Linked DNA regions of Mus musculus: all the other regions are linked to region 2. The links are chromatin contacts, called in public HiChIP or PLAC-seq and promoter capture Hi-C maps. All regions are on one chromosome and are shown on one strand. Each heading gives the region's core, a stretch centred on a gene start, on an enhancer-like site or on the middle of the called end of the contact. The rest is flanking DNA. Distances are from core to core; before and after follow the strand shown.

Region 1 (4,148 bases), core at 486-2,985, 970 kb after region 2:
TACTTTCAGGAGATGTCAGTCCACTGTAAGGGTTCACCTAATTAGCTAGATCCATTGGGAATAATTATCAACTCACAGTCAACAGATTTGAGAACTTGCGTCTGGATTGCCCCTGTGCTTTTTTTCCTATAACTTAATCACAGGCAAGCTCTCATTCTAATCATAAGTCAGGCTCATTTCCAGTTGGACTATAGTGTGTACGTACACTAGGTTGGGAAACCAAGGGCCACCCTTGAATTTCGCTTGACCCTCTTTACCTGTCTAATTCTGGGGAAAGAATGCTTAAAGCTTCCAAGATGGTGGCTGTGCTTCTGGCTTCAGTGCAAACTTTTTCTGTCTATGTCAGTGCTGTGTTGCCTGTGACTCTGGTAAGCCAAGTGTATTTCCCCAATTCTCCCTCTCTCTATCTCTTGTTAGGGTAGGTCCCAAGAGAAATGCTTGCAATAGCTCCTGAGGACAGGCCTGAAGCACCACCTGTTTGTAGTTCATGTGTTGTCACTCATCTGGTAGCTCACCTTACTGGTATGAGGTCACATCCACACCTGCAGCCTCTCCACCTTGCCTGGATCTTCCTTCAGCTTTCTCAACTCCCACATGAGGTGTGAAGATATGGAACTCGACAATGAAGCTGCCTTCTACCTTCTGTAGGCCATCCATGTCATCAAGATCAGAAGCAATTGGGACTGATGAGTTTCAGTAGGTATCAGTCTGTTCTCATAAACCCCAGGTGACAATGGCAGGTCCCAGAGTGCATTCGATGTGCCCCACTTCCCATGCATCTCCTCTTCCCTGATCTTTCTATGAACTTGAACTTCAAGTTTCAGGTATGAAGCAATATATCTGTCAGAGGCAGCATAACTAGCTGCTAAAACGGTGTAAGACTAATTCCTGAAACGTATTCCTTCATATATAAGTATAGATATGTTAACACATATGTCCATGTGTGTAAATATATGCACACCAATATACCTGTATATCTGCATATATAGCTGTATACATGTATGTAACTTTGCTTCACTACACCCTAAGCTGTCTTTATATAAATTTTCATCATCATCACAACTCCCCAGTAAGCTATGCTTTTTGTCAAAGTAAATTTTCCCCTTCAAACATTAAATATTTTATGTCTTTTACTTTACATAATAATCATTACTCCCATTTTTGTGTTTGTTTGCTATATTCCTGATTGCCCCTCCATCTGCGGTATGTTGAATAAAAATCAGATCTACATTATATGTTTATGGCCAGCCTTGTGGAGTTGTTTACAAGTCCAAGGTCATTTTACAAGCATAGATGCATTTGAAATGGTCAAACTCTTGGTGAATCTTTGCAGTCAGTTTAAATAGAGGTAGGTGCATGAGTGCAGGTAAGCTGGCTAATCAGCACAGAGTAAACAAGATCCTCTTTTGCCATTATAATTTATAGCCTTAATGTGTAAATACAGTTCTTCACATACACACACAAACATTTTAATAAATTCCTACTCTTTCACAGTAATTCATGTCACTGCTACAAGTCAACAGATCTTGAAACTTGAGTGGCTTCCATTACAGGAAAGGTTCCGCCCTTCTTACTAAACAAAGCCCATCCTTTAAGTGTCAATATTTAGAGACATAATTTTTTAAATGGATTTATTTTTACGTTTTATGTACGCATGTGCACATCTGTGTGTGGGTGTGTGCATTTTCACGCAGGTGCCCATGGGAGGCAGCAGAGCATCAGATTCCCCTGTAGCTAGAGTTACTCGGGACTGGGAGGTGAACACCGGTGGGTTCTGGGAGAGAAACTCGAATCCTCTGGCAGGGCAGCGAGTGATCTAAAAAGCTGAGTCGTCTCTCTAGCCCCCTTGTTTGTAATTGACAAGAAGAAATACTAGTGAGAAGGCCTGAATGAGCTCTCACTCCCCTGCTCAGTCACCTAGTAGATCCTATTGCCTGAAGGACAAACCTTTTAAAACACTGTTATTTATACTTTTTCCTTTAGTAGAACTCAGCAGTTCCCGATTATGCATAAGGTAAAGACCAGAATCCCTATATCCATACTGACAATGTCCCACTGTGATAGCCCCTAAAAAGTTCATTCGCCGGGAATTTGGTGCCCAACAGCAGTGCTGAGAGCTGAGACTGGCATCTGGTTCATGGAAAATCTTCCCTGGTGAATGAATGACTCTACCTATGGACTAATGGGCTATGGGGAAAGTGCCACACTTGCTTTGTCTGATTATGCAAAATACAGCATCAGGTAGCAAGGAGCCTCTCACCAGTAATGAGAGCTAAACATACCCCTTTTCTTTATATATTACTCATTTTCAGATATTTTGTTATAACAGAAAAAAAGGGAGGGGGGCTAAGGCACCCAACAGGTCTAAGTCCTCTGTAACTTCACAGATATGCACTTCAATATTCTCAACATGAAATTTGATTTCGTCTGACAGGACTCACCGATTTCGCAATAGGCCTTGCTCACTTCTGCCTACAAGTTCCTGCCTGTGCTTTATCTTTCATCTAGAACCTTATCTTCCTGCTAGTCTTCCTGCCCAAACCCTAGTTACTTCACCTTTTCAGAAGTAAAGTCATTTCCTACCTTTTTAAAATATGATTTTATCTTTAGTTATGTCTCCTTGTGTGCTGGGATCTGCATGCATGTGAGTGCAGTGCCCACGGAGGGTAAAAGGGAGGGTGCCTTGGAGCTGGAGTTCCAGACGGTTGGGAGCTGCCTGAAATGGGTGCTGAGACCTGAATCTGGTAGCTTTTTGTCACCAGGCCATCTGTCTCTCCAGCCTTCCAAACCTATTTGTGAGTCCTAGCCTCACCAGTGCATTACCCACATTGAATTTTATTTAAGTTGTATTACTCATGTAGCCCTTAGGCCCAGCCCCTTATTACCCCACATGTGTGCAAATACATACAGGCAGTGTGTATAATGCACTCAGGTCAGAGTTTCTTCAAAAATAACAGTGATGTTTTATATATTTCTTGGTATGGCCTAAAGAGCTCAGGTGGACCTGTACTGTGTAAGTTTATGAACTTTACCACCATGACAGCATGAGATGTTTTCACAATAACTGGGACCCAAATCAAACTTAGCAATGGTTTTCAAAGCCAATTCTATTGCTAAGATATGGAATGCATGTGGCTTATAATGTGATGTTCCCATTCTCCAGGCGGCTGTCCCTCTCCAGGATCACCTTGACTGTAGGACAAGATGATGTAGCTTGTTTTACCCAAGAACTTCTTATGCAATCTCAGAACACAAGCTTTTAAACATTAGCATACCACTGACATCAAAACCTTTGTCCTTGAGAGAGAAACAAAGGTGTGTCTTTAAATGCCATATTTCTGATGGACAGATGCTGTGTAAAACACCTCTTCGCATCTTTCCACTTAATTCACAGAATCTGGAGACTCCAGCTCTGTCTATCTGGATTGTTTCTTCTTTCATCTTTTCTTTAAACATTTTATTGATTTAGTGTGCATGAGTGTGTGAGCATGCACCATGATGCTCACATGAAGGTCGGAGGACAGTGTTCAGTGTCAATTTGTTCCTTCCACTTGGGTCCTGGGGATTGAATTTGGGTCTCAGGCTTGAGGATTTTATCTGCTGGAGTTTTTAATCTGCTGACCCGAGATGGATTTATTTCTAAATAACTAATCAAATTCCCACTTAGCTGGTTTCCCAGCTGGATTGATGGAGAGAAAGGTCACTGGTTAATGATCATGTAAGCAGTAAAGAAGCTATTTAAAGTCAAGTCATTTTGACTGAGGCATCTGAGTGGAACACAGTCAGAGCTGCTGGGCATACAGACAGGGCATCCTCAGATCCAGGCCTTTCATGTCCTCCCCAGGCTTCAATCATTGATCTTTTGGGTCCAAAGATGATGAATATTTGCTCAGTGAAAATTTGTTTAAGGGAAAGTGTGTTGATTAAATGAAGCAAGGTTCTCCAGTGCATGTTTGTTCCATGGTATCAAAGCCTTTGACTGTTGACATTTGATGTGTTTTTAAAGGACAATAAGGGAAACATAATCGATTGGCTTCAAAATGGTAACCAAAATATCCTTGTATGAGTATTTTGGTCTGCAACTTTAAGTATGATTTCTATTTGATATATGGGAAACTGTAAACAATACCTTGAAAGTGGTTTGACTC
Region 2 (4,343 bases), core at 1,752-4,251:
GGACCACTTCACACATTTTATGATGAGCTCGGAATCAAATCCAGGGCTCAGTGCATGCTAGGTAGGTTCTGTACCAACTGAACTAGCTACATTCTTTAAGCCCTAAACTTTTTTCTTCTTTTTTCTTTCTTTCTTTTTTTTTTTTTTTTTTAATTCAGATCTACGAGTTCGAGGCCAGTCTGGTCTTCGAGCAAGTTCCAGAGCAGCCAGAGCTGAGCAGAGAAACCCTGTCTCAAAAAATAAAACCAAACCAGACCCCTCAAATAATCATCAAATTGACAATTAGTTTTAATATATAAACTAATATATTATTAGTTTTCAATATATCCCATTTAACTGGTAAGTTATGCCCCAGTATCAATATAGAAAAGTTTGGAGGTTTAAGAATAGCCTGGGTTATATAGAGAGGTCTTGTTGAGAGAGAAGGAGAGACAGACAGACAGAGAGAGAGAGAGATACAGAGAAACAGAGCCCATGGATGGGATGACGACTTAGGCATGTGTCATTATTTTGGACCTAAAACCTACTGTTCCTTGTGTTGTCTGTAAGCTCAGCTTTCTTCTTTGGGAATCTCTGTTCCCGAGTTCTTAAAATACCTAATACAACTTTGAAGGTGGAGTGCCTCAGTGACATAAGGAGCCACATCTGGGCACATGGAGGTCACGCCTGCTGTGTCAAAGGCTTGGCTGTCATTTTTCTTTTTTTTACTTCCGGTTATATTTTGTTTGTTTTTGTCTTAATGGGGTCTCACTCTTACCCAGGCTGGCTAGACCTTCTGGGCTGAAGCAATCAATCCTCCTGCCTCAGCTTCCAGAATTACAAATGGACAAAGGATGGTGAACAGCACGTAGGTATAAGAAATCGAACCCCAAGCCCCTGCAAGAACCGCCAGTGGTCTTAACCACTGAACCACCCCTTCAGGCCTCTGCCTTTTTTGTTTTGGTTTTTGAGATTAGAGTTTCTTATTGACGTGGAAATCATGGAGTAGGCTAGGCTGCTTGGACAGGGAATCCTAAGCTTTCCTGCCTGTCTCTGCCTCCCCAACATCCCACGACACCTTAATATTTTTCACATTGGTTTTAGGGATCTAACTCTAGTCCTCACACTGGCAAAGCAAATAGGCTCACTAGCTCCAGGTGAGCCACCCCCAACCATTTCTTGTTGTCTTCCTACCAGATCATAAAGCCAGCAAGGTGTGTCACGGTTGTGCGTCTTGTGTCTGGCCTATCTCCTGTGGAAGGAATTCAGTTCTTTGCTGCCCGGACAGGGGGAATAGTCACAAAAATTCAAACATGACTTCCTTTCAAATTGGTATGAGATGGCTCAGTGGATAATGGCACTTGCCAAACCTAACCACCCGAGTTCAACCCGGGAACCAACATGGTGGAGGGAGAACCAGTTCCCACAAGTCGTCCTCTGAACTGCATCTGCGCACATGCTCAGAGGCGTGTGTGTGCCTCTCCCTCCTTTAAAAAATTGATGTAATTCAGAAGATTCTTACTCTAAAACGCACAATTCAGCGGTTTTGGGTATAGTCAGCTTTACTACCAACATCAGTACCTAGGGGACATCCTTGGACCACTCCCCACAAGACAAAGCCCCTTTGTTCCATCAGCTGTCCCTCTACACACCACACCTGTCCCGAGCAGCCAACCAAGATCTACTACTCTCTGCAGCATTTCCTACCCACCACTGTAACACACGGAATTGTTCCTCCTGAACTTTGACCTCAACCTCTTTCACATAATTAGGTTTCCTGGGTCCTTCTCTGTTGCAGGGTGTATCAGCATTCGCTCCTTTTCCTGGTTTGGCCATAGTCCTCTGAAGGTATGCACCACATTAAAACAAAGAGCAAAACTCGTCCTAGCCAAGATGATTTGATTTTTTACTATCCGTTGCAACTCTAGGATCCTAGGTTCACGTGAATGGGGACGACCGAATCTCAAGATTTTCTGTGCTCTTTTCTTCCTGAACTCTTCTTCCTCAGATCCTGGGAGCGCAGCCCCGCAGAGGCCCTGCGAGTTTACTTCCTCAGTCTTCCCTTTCACCAGGAGTCAGACTCCCTAATACTGTTTTAGGAATCCCCGTTCCCCTCTCTCCTAGGCTACCTGGCTTCCTGAAACCGGACACCGCGAGGACCAAGGTCTCTGTCTCTCTCTTTTCTTCTTCTTCTTCTTCTTCTTCTTCTTCTTCTTCTTCTTCTTCTTCTTCTTCTTCTTCTTCTTCTTCTTCTTCTTCTTCTTCTTCTTCTCCTTCTCCTTCTCCTTCTCCTTCTCCTTCTCCTTCTCCTTCTCCTTCTCCTTCTCCTTCTCCTTCTCCTTCTCCTTCTCCTTCTCCTTCTCCTTCTCCTTCTCCTTCTCCTTCTCCTTCCTCCTCTCTCTCTCTCTCTCTCTCTCTCTCTCTCTCTCTCTCTCTCTCTCTCTCCCTCTCTCTCTCTCTCTCTCTCTCTCCCCCCCCTCCCTCCCTCCCTTCCTCTCCCTTCCCAAGGAAATTAATTCAGGTACAAAAGACGGGTGGAGGAAGTATTTTCGACTTCCCTCACAATCCAGAAAGAAAAAAAAAAGAGAGAAAGAGAGAAAGAGAGAGAGAAGAAAAGAAAAAGGATTTCCTTTGAGCTGCGACTTTGTGATCTTTTAAGCAGTTAAAAATATTTCTTTAAAAAAAAGAATCTAGGAAAATCATGCGACTTGTGAGTGGGAGCTAAGTCGATGCTAAGTTTCTCCGTAAAGAGAAGCGACAGGAGCGCGGTTTCCTAACCTCCCCAAGTGTTTTCATCCCTTCGGTTTGGGGGTGGCTCCCTGGGGACGGCTAGGACAGCGGCGCGCTCTGCGGGGTAGCGAGGCCGCAGGACTACAGGATCCAGAGGCCTTTGTAAACTCTTGTAGTTCACGCTTGTTGGCTACCTCGGCTTCCCTGAGGAGTGACGCTGCGAAAACAAATTCTGATTGGTCAGGCCTGTGCTGAATTCTCCATTTATGGACAGATTGCCCGGCCCGAGCCCAGCCTGAGCCAGAGAAGAGTTCGGATTAAGTGTTAAGAGAAAGCGGGTCCAGGCAAAGCAGTTGGACAAGCAATCCCGCAGAGCGCATCAGGGTGCATCTCTAGACAGTTGGGGATCGCCAGGTCTGAGTGTGCACCGGGTCTGCTAAGTTTTGCCTTCACCTAGCGTTTCGGATCCCGCCTGGATGGAGTCCCTCTTGGATTTCCATTGGCTCCTGTGAGTGCTTGGGTGTCGGGAGCTTGTTTTTTGGCGAAGGGAACCAACTTTTGAAGTTCGCCCAGGAGACCGCGTTCCAGCCTCAGTGCCTAGGCAGCGGGACCCGGCGGAGGCGCGACCGCGGCGGGAGTCACCATGGTGAGTTGGCTGCGCCGCGTCCCAGGACGCCTGACCCTGGGATGGGGCAGGAAGCCCCGGAGCGGGCACCTACCTTGGGCAAGCTGCCCAGGCCAGGGGGTGGAGAAGGTGGACGCGGGAGTGTGCACTTCTGGAGCGCTGATTTCCTGCTGTTTGCTGTAAACCGGGTCTTAAACGGGAAGAGGGAGAGAGGAGGGACAAGAAAAACTCTCTGGAGTGACTTTCTGCGCCGCGAAAGTTTTGGTGCCAATGTTGTTGTGGCTGCCAGCTGTCTGAAGCTTGAGAGTGGGCACGTCTGTTTTCACCGGCACAGCCGTGGGACCGGAGACTTTTTTCTCCTCTAGAGAAGGTGAGGGGCACGCCTGTGTCCCTCGGGTCCTCTCCCCTGGGCAGGCACTGGCGTGAGCTCCCTGGCAGGCTGATCCCGCAGTTGTTCTCCTGGCATTGGGGAGGACCTAGGCAGCCCCGCCTGCGCTGGTGATGGGCCGAGCGCTGCACAAAGGCAGGCAGGGGCGCCAGGTACTGCGGAGCACCTGGCGGTGGCCCGGGCTGCAGGGACTCTGACGACAGCGCGCAGCGGCAGCCAAACTGGCCGGGAGCCCAGGCCTGTAGGGTCCCTGTGTAGGGTAAACACCTCCTGAGGAGGGCCCCACCCGGTCCCCAGCTCGAGAGGACCGCCACCCTCTCGGAGATCGTTCCTGGTTTTGTTCTTTCCCACTTGGTACTTGGGGGAGTGTCTGGGTTGGACAGCCTCTCTGTAACTCATTTGAGACTAAGTCCCCAGCCCAGCCACCCTCCTCTCTCAATCCCAAATAACCTTAGCCACATCCCCTGGGCTTTGCCGTGGTGTGGCTTTCCTACTGAAGGACAAAAACAAAGATTGAATTTTAGAGACATTGCCAGCCACCCGGACCGAAAGGGGGGGGACTTTAAAAACTTAAAAAAAAAACTTTTAAAAGGTTTTAGAAGGCTTCAAAGTTTCCACACT
Region 3 (4,537 bases), core at 410-2,909, 870 kb after region 2:
CTCCTATACAGAGTTATGGCCAAATTTTCCTGTGCTCAGAAGGCCTGGCCTTTGAGCCATTCTATCCAGGTGGCCTTTTGCTTTATTGCCTGCCAACTGAGGAAGGTCTGAGCCACAGAGAGTCTGTCAGTAGCACAAAATTGCCTTGACTTCCTAAGACTCCTATTCTTAAAGAGACTTACAAGCCAGTCATGTAACATATATCTCCTCACACTGTACAATTAATTGTACATCAGAACCTGATCATTCTGTGTCACCAGTAAGTCCCAGCTGTCCTGAGTCCCTGCCTCCACTGCTGTGAACACAGTCATTGTTCTAGCCCAGGCTACTCTGCCACCTTCGCTTACTGTCTGTTCCCTCTCCTGGTTTCCGTGCTGCCCTTCCTCCTGCTCCAGTCTCCTAGAGGCACACAAGATAGCTCGGCCAGCCAGGTGTCTCACGTCACCATGGCCAGCATCTGCTGTACTCCTGGAGGGTTTGGAGGTGGCTCAAAACTGATCTTGGCTTTTGAGGACACCACACATCCTCCTGTTCTCTCCATCATAAGCAGGTGGCAGGTGTGCACTGCAGGATATGTGAGTAGCGTCACGCCTGACAACAGGGACTGGAGAAAGAATACTTGTGCTGAAGAAAAGCTTAATTATGACTGAGCCCGACTACATGAGAGAATACAGGAAATGGATATAATATATAATGAATGTAGCCTGCTCGGGAAAGCAATTCCAAAAATTATGTTAACATTCTCATCTTCCCCCAGGGGCTGCCCCTTTTCAAGTTATCTTATTTCCCTCTCTCTGAATTATGAGCCTGGATGGTTACTCTGCTTCTGATTCAAAGTCACAAACTATCTGTGCCTTCCTGCAGAGATGTGAGAGGTGAGCTACTTCTTCAGCTGGGCTGATAGATCCTTCCAGAAGCTTCAGCTGCTGCCCTTGCTCACAGGTCCGACCTCTTGTCACCTGGGTGAGGCTGACTCTTTCTAGTCTCCTTGTCACTGGGAAGCCTCACGTGGGGTGGAGGGGGCCCAGAGGTCAGTTTCAGCCTCTCAAGGTGTTGACGGGGTGAACCAGAGACTTCTCGGTGGTCCTGTCTGCTTGCTGGTGCGATGAGCCACGTGGTCCTCATTGCCTCTGTACCAGCCCATGCTTATGTCACCACTGTGTTCCCTGCGGCTTGCTAAGCAGCAAGGACACACACTGGGGGGGGGGGGGGGGGCTGGGAGTGCTTCAGTATGCAGAGTTTGTGAGGCTCGCCCAGATGGAGTGGCCCTTGCATTTCTTCTGCTAATGGAAAAGAAATGAAGGTCTTGAAGAAAGGGTTTGAAATAGTCATTTTTTAAAATTTTCTCTGCACAGGTGTGAAACAGGGTTGGGCATCCTGGGATAGATGGCTGCCTCCCAAAGCCTTCTTACCACCATCCTTCAAATTCTTTTCATTGCTCTTTATATTATATCATATTACATGTATTTTTTATTTTTTATTTTTATTTATTTTTTGCTTCAAGACAGGGTATCCTGCAGCCCCAGCTGACCTCAAACTGTACGCTACCAGAGATGACCTTGGTTTTCTGATCTTTATTCAGATGGACCACAGAGCTCTGTGCCGTGAGGCTAGCACTCTACCGACAGGAACACACCCTTAACCCTCACCACAGGAAGTGGATATAATGAATACAGACTTCTCGGGGAAGCAATTCAGAAAATTATGTTAACATTCTCATCTTCCCCCAGGGGCTGCCCTTTTAAAAGCTTTGCTGGTAGAGAAAATTATCTGGACAGGGGCCTAGCTTGAAACTGGGCTTTGGAACTTTTTTGTCCAACATAATTGAGAGATTTTTGAGGGTTTCACCCTTAAGCAGCCTACGGATTGAGTGATTTATTTATATATTTTTGCCAAAGATATTTGTGCTAAAAAGAAGCACTGAGAGACCAAAAGGGAAAGATTCTCCCATGCTCTAATGTGTAAAACCCGTGCAAAAACCTTTAAAATTGTTGTGCCTTAAGCTTGCTTGCATCATACTATTCCAGCAAATGCTCTAGCAAGGCAAGGAGCAAGAATCTATGATTACAAATTGTCCCAACAACTGGAGTGGGGGCTCACTCAGTTGCCTGCCTGTGGCTTCTGCTTCCCTACCTGGGCTGCTCTGTCTAGCCTCAGTAGGAAAGGATGCGCCTAGTCTTGCGACTAATCACTTGAGGTGCCAGGGTGTGTTGGTCCCCTGGGAGGGACCTCCCCCTTCTCAGAGGTGAAGGGGGTTTGGGGAAAGATCTGGGGGGAGGGAAACTGAAAGGAGATGTGGGGTTGCAACTGGGATGTAAAGTGAATAAATCAATTAATTAATGGGGGGAAAGCCCACAAATTTGGGTTCCCCACTGTTTGAAGCCATATCTGTCACAGACCACAGCACTCTGTCACCACCTGGTGGTAGCATAGGCTCCTTCCACCGAGTGTGCCCTGTGTGTGTGTGTGTGTGTGTGTGTGTGTGTGTGTGTGTGTGTGTGTGTGTGTACAGGTAGAGTTTGTGACTTTGAATCAGGAGCAGAACGACCATATGGATTCATATCATAACACACATGTTCATGAAGAGAAACTGAATCTTAGAAAACAAATTGTAAATATATAAATTTGTCTCATATGATACTATTGCCCTTACTTAGAATATATGATCCGTCTGGGGCAAAACTATTTTATATAATATTACATCCCATCTCATGGAAAGCTTCAAACTTACAAAGTGAGTCTCAAAAGTAATTGAATATCTTAAAAAGATATGAATGTTATAAGCAGACGTTATAAAGAACATGATTTGTAAAAATATCAATGTATAGAATGTATTATAATAATAATCAAGTAGAACATGTAGGAGATGTTTTAATCAGATGTGACCCATTATGCCCATTATAATGTTGAGTTCCAGTTAGTAGGCATAATGTTTAGTTACCTTGTGGGCTATTTTTGGAAGATTTATTTTTATTTATGTGTATTATATGTGCTTATATGTTTACATGTATACATTCTTGCAGCTGCACAAGGAGCCCAGAGGCAGGCATCAGCTGTCCTGGATCTGGAGTTATAGGTGGTTGTAAACCACCTGATGTAGGTGCTGGGAATTGAACTCAGGTCTTTTTCGAGAGCAGCAAGTGCTCTCAACCACTGAGCCAAAGGTCCAACTCCTCCCATGTTTTTGAGGCACAGATTCCCTATGTAGCCTAGCCTGGTCTCAAACTTACAATGATCTTCCTGTCTCTGCCTCCTGAGTACTGGGGATTCCATGCATGCATCACCAAGCTCTGCTTTCTCACATGTATTTTTTTCCTCATTATTTTCTTATTTCTTATGTATATGAAGCAATTGACAGTCCCAGAGTTGTTTTGAATGTCAGCATGTGTGGCATGTGTAGAAGACTCCAGTCTATTTGAGCAGTTTGATATCTTCCCAACCTACTTCTGGTGTGTGTGTGTGTGTGTGTGTAATTTTACTTTTCCAAGTCTTAACTTCCTGGGTTGGGTCTGTAAAAATCATTGATTCTATGTCACTGGGTTGGGGTGAACATCAGATAAGATACTAAGTATTCATGTGAATACGCTGTGCATCTAAGGCATCACTGATGCCTGGCAAACAGAGTCTGGATTCCAAAGCTGCCCTTTTGGCCTCAGCGACTCAGTGCCCTCCTTTCATAAGGAACCCAAGTCAAAAATCTCTGGGACATTCTCCTCCTCAATACTTTAATTCTCTTTTAATCCTCTGGTTCTTAACTTTTCCAGCATGTCTCTCAAGCCCCTCCCCCATTTCCCACATCCCAGCCTTAAAGGATATTGGAGGAATGGGAGGGTTCAGGAGGGACAAGCAGGGTTGGAAGCTCACATGGTTATTGGGGGAGGGTGGGAGAGGCAGAGCTGAGCAAGAAGAGTATTCCAGAAGCTGAGTCATCCCAGATAAGTTCCAGGAAGATAGAGTTAGGTAAGCAGAAGAGGGAGTCTGAGAAGATGTGGTCCTGTCCAAGATGGGTGAAAACTGAAATGACATCCCAGGGACATGTTCATCCCTTTGCCTGCACTGGGCCAGGCCTCTCTGCATGGAGGATAACAACTGGGATTGTACATTTTGAACAGAACAGAGCACATATATTTCTGGAATTTACACAGAGAGAGAGAGAGAGAGAGAGAGAGAGAGAGAGAGAGAGAGAGAGAGAGACAGACAGACACACAGACAGACACACAGACAGACAGACACACTTTGAAATCTTCTAGAAGGAAGTTGAGGGCCTTCAGATTCAATGCTCCAGATTACTTCTGTTGACTTCCTTCTGTATAAGAAGCGTAGAATCACCACTTCCTTTGCTCCTGCTGTGTTGTTTCCCCACCCCCTCCTCAGGGAAGTTGCTCTTCAAGAGGCCCTATGTTGCTGGACGCCTCCATCACTGTGCTGGAATTGGACTGGCTTTTCTTTTCTTTTTCCAGAAAATGAAGAGTCGCTTTCTTTTGCGCATACTCGGGCTGCTGCGGCTCCAGGTCGCTGTCTGCCAAAAGCCCACGCT

Evidence for each region. Promoter capture Hi-C pulls out the DNA fragments that hold promoters and counts their contacts. HiChIP or PLAC-seq counts read pairs in DNA pulled down with a chosen protein or histone mark.
Region 1: a promoter capture Hi-C map of the HPC-7 cell line shows a contact between it and region 2, with 13 times the contacts expected there. The contact joins the enhancer-like site here to the promoter of Myo1e in region 2. A contact is called at or near these places in 10 of 39 promoter capture datasets (3T3-L1-derived adipocytes, the C10 cell line, the HPC-7 cell line and 7 more), 4 of 115 datasets of contacts at active chromatin or transcription factors (differentiating embryonic stem cells, extraembryonic endoderm stem cells, large pre-B cells and 1 more) and 1 of 9 other capture datasets (adipose tissue).
Region 3: a contact with region 2 is called in an H3K4me3 HiChIP or PLAC-seq map of pro-B cells, with 5 times the contacts expected there. The contact joins the enhancer-like site here to the promoter of Myo1e in region 2. A contact is called at or near these places in 7 of 39 promoter capture datasets (the 3T3-L1 cell line, the C10 cell line, the HPC-7 cell line and 4 more) and 5 of 115 datasets of contacts at active chromatin or transcription factors (embryonic hindbrain, embryonic limb bud, large pre-B cells and 2 more).

Annotation. Positions count from the first base shown.
Region 1 is chr9:71,172,031-71,176,178 of GRCm38.p6, forward strand. Gm32511 (predicted gene, 32511) reads left to right here. Exons shown (of 6, transcript NR_110517.1): 2 at 418-696. Among named protein-coding and RNA genes, the nearest start is that of Gm32511, 5.3 kb to the left of the region's middle. Within about 2 kb of position 1,736, at least 25 of the 459 cell types and tissues checked have an H3K27ac peak or open chromatin away from gene starts, as enhancers often do. A contact at or near this core is called in the HPC-7 cell line, where this site is marked.
Region 2 is chr9:70,204,349-70,208,691 of GRCm38.p6, forward strand. It overlaps Myo1e (myosin IE), which reads left to right and starts at 3,002. Exons shown (of 28, transcript NM_181072.3): 1 at 3,002-3,355. The coding sequence starts at 3,353. The region is part of intron 1 of Gm26849 (a long non-coding RNA gene); the gene reads right to left.
Region 3 is chr9:71,071,677-71,076,213 of GRCm38.p6, forward strand. It overlaps Gm46120 (predicted gene, 46120), which reads left to right. Exons shown (of 2, transcript NR_168672.1): 2 at 4,461-4,537. Among named protein-coding and RNA genes, the nearest start is that of Gm46120, 4.8 kb to the left of the region's middle. Within about 2 kb of position 1,660, at least 13 of the 459 cell types and tissues checked have an H3K27ac peak or open chromatin away from gene starts, as enhancers often do. A contact at or near this core is called in pro-B cells, where this site is marked.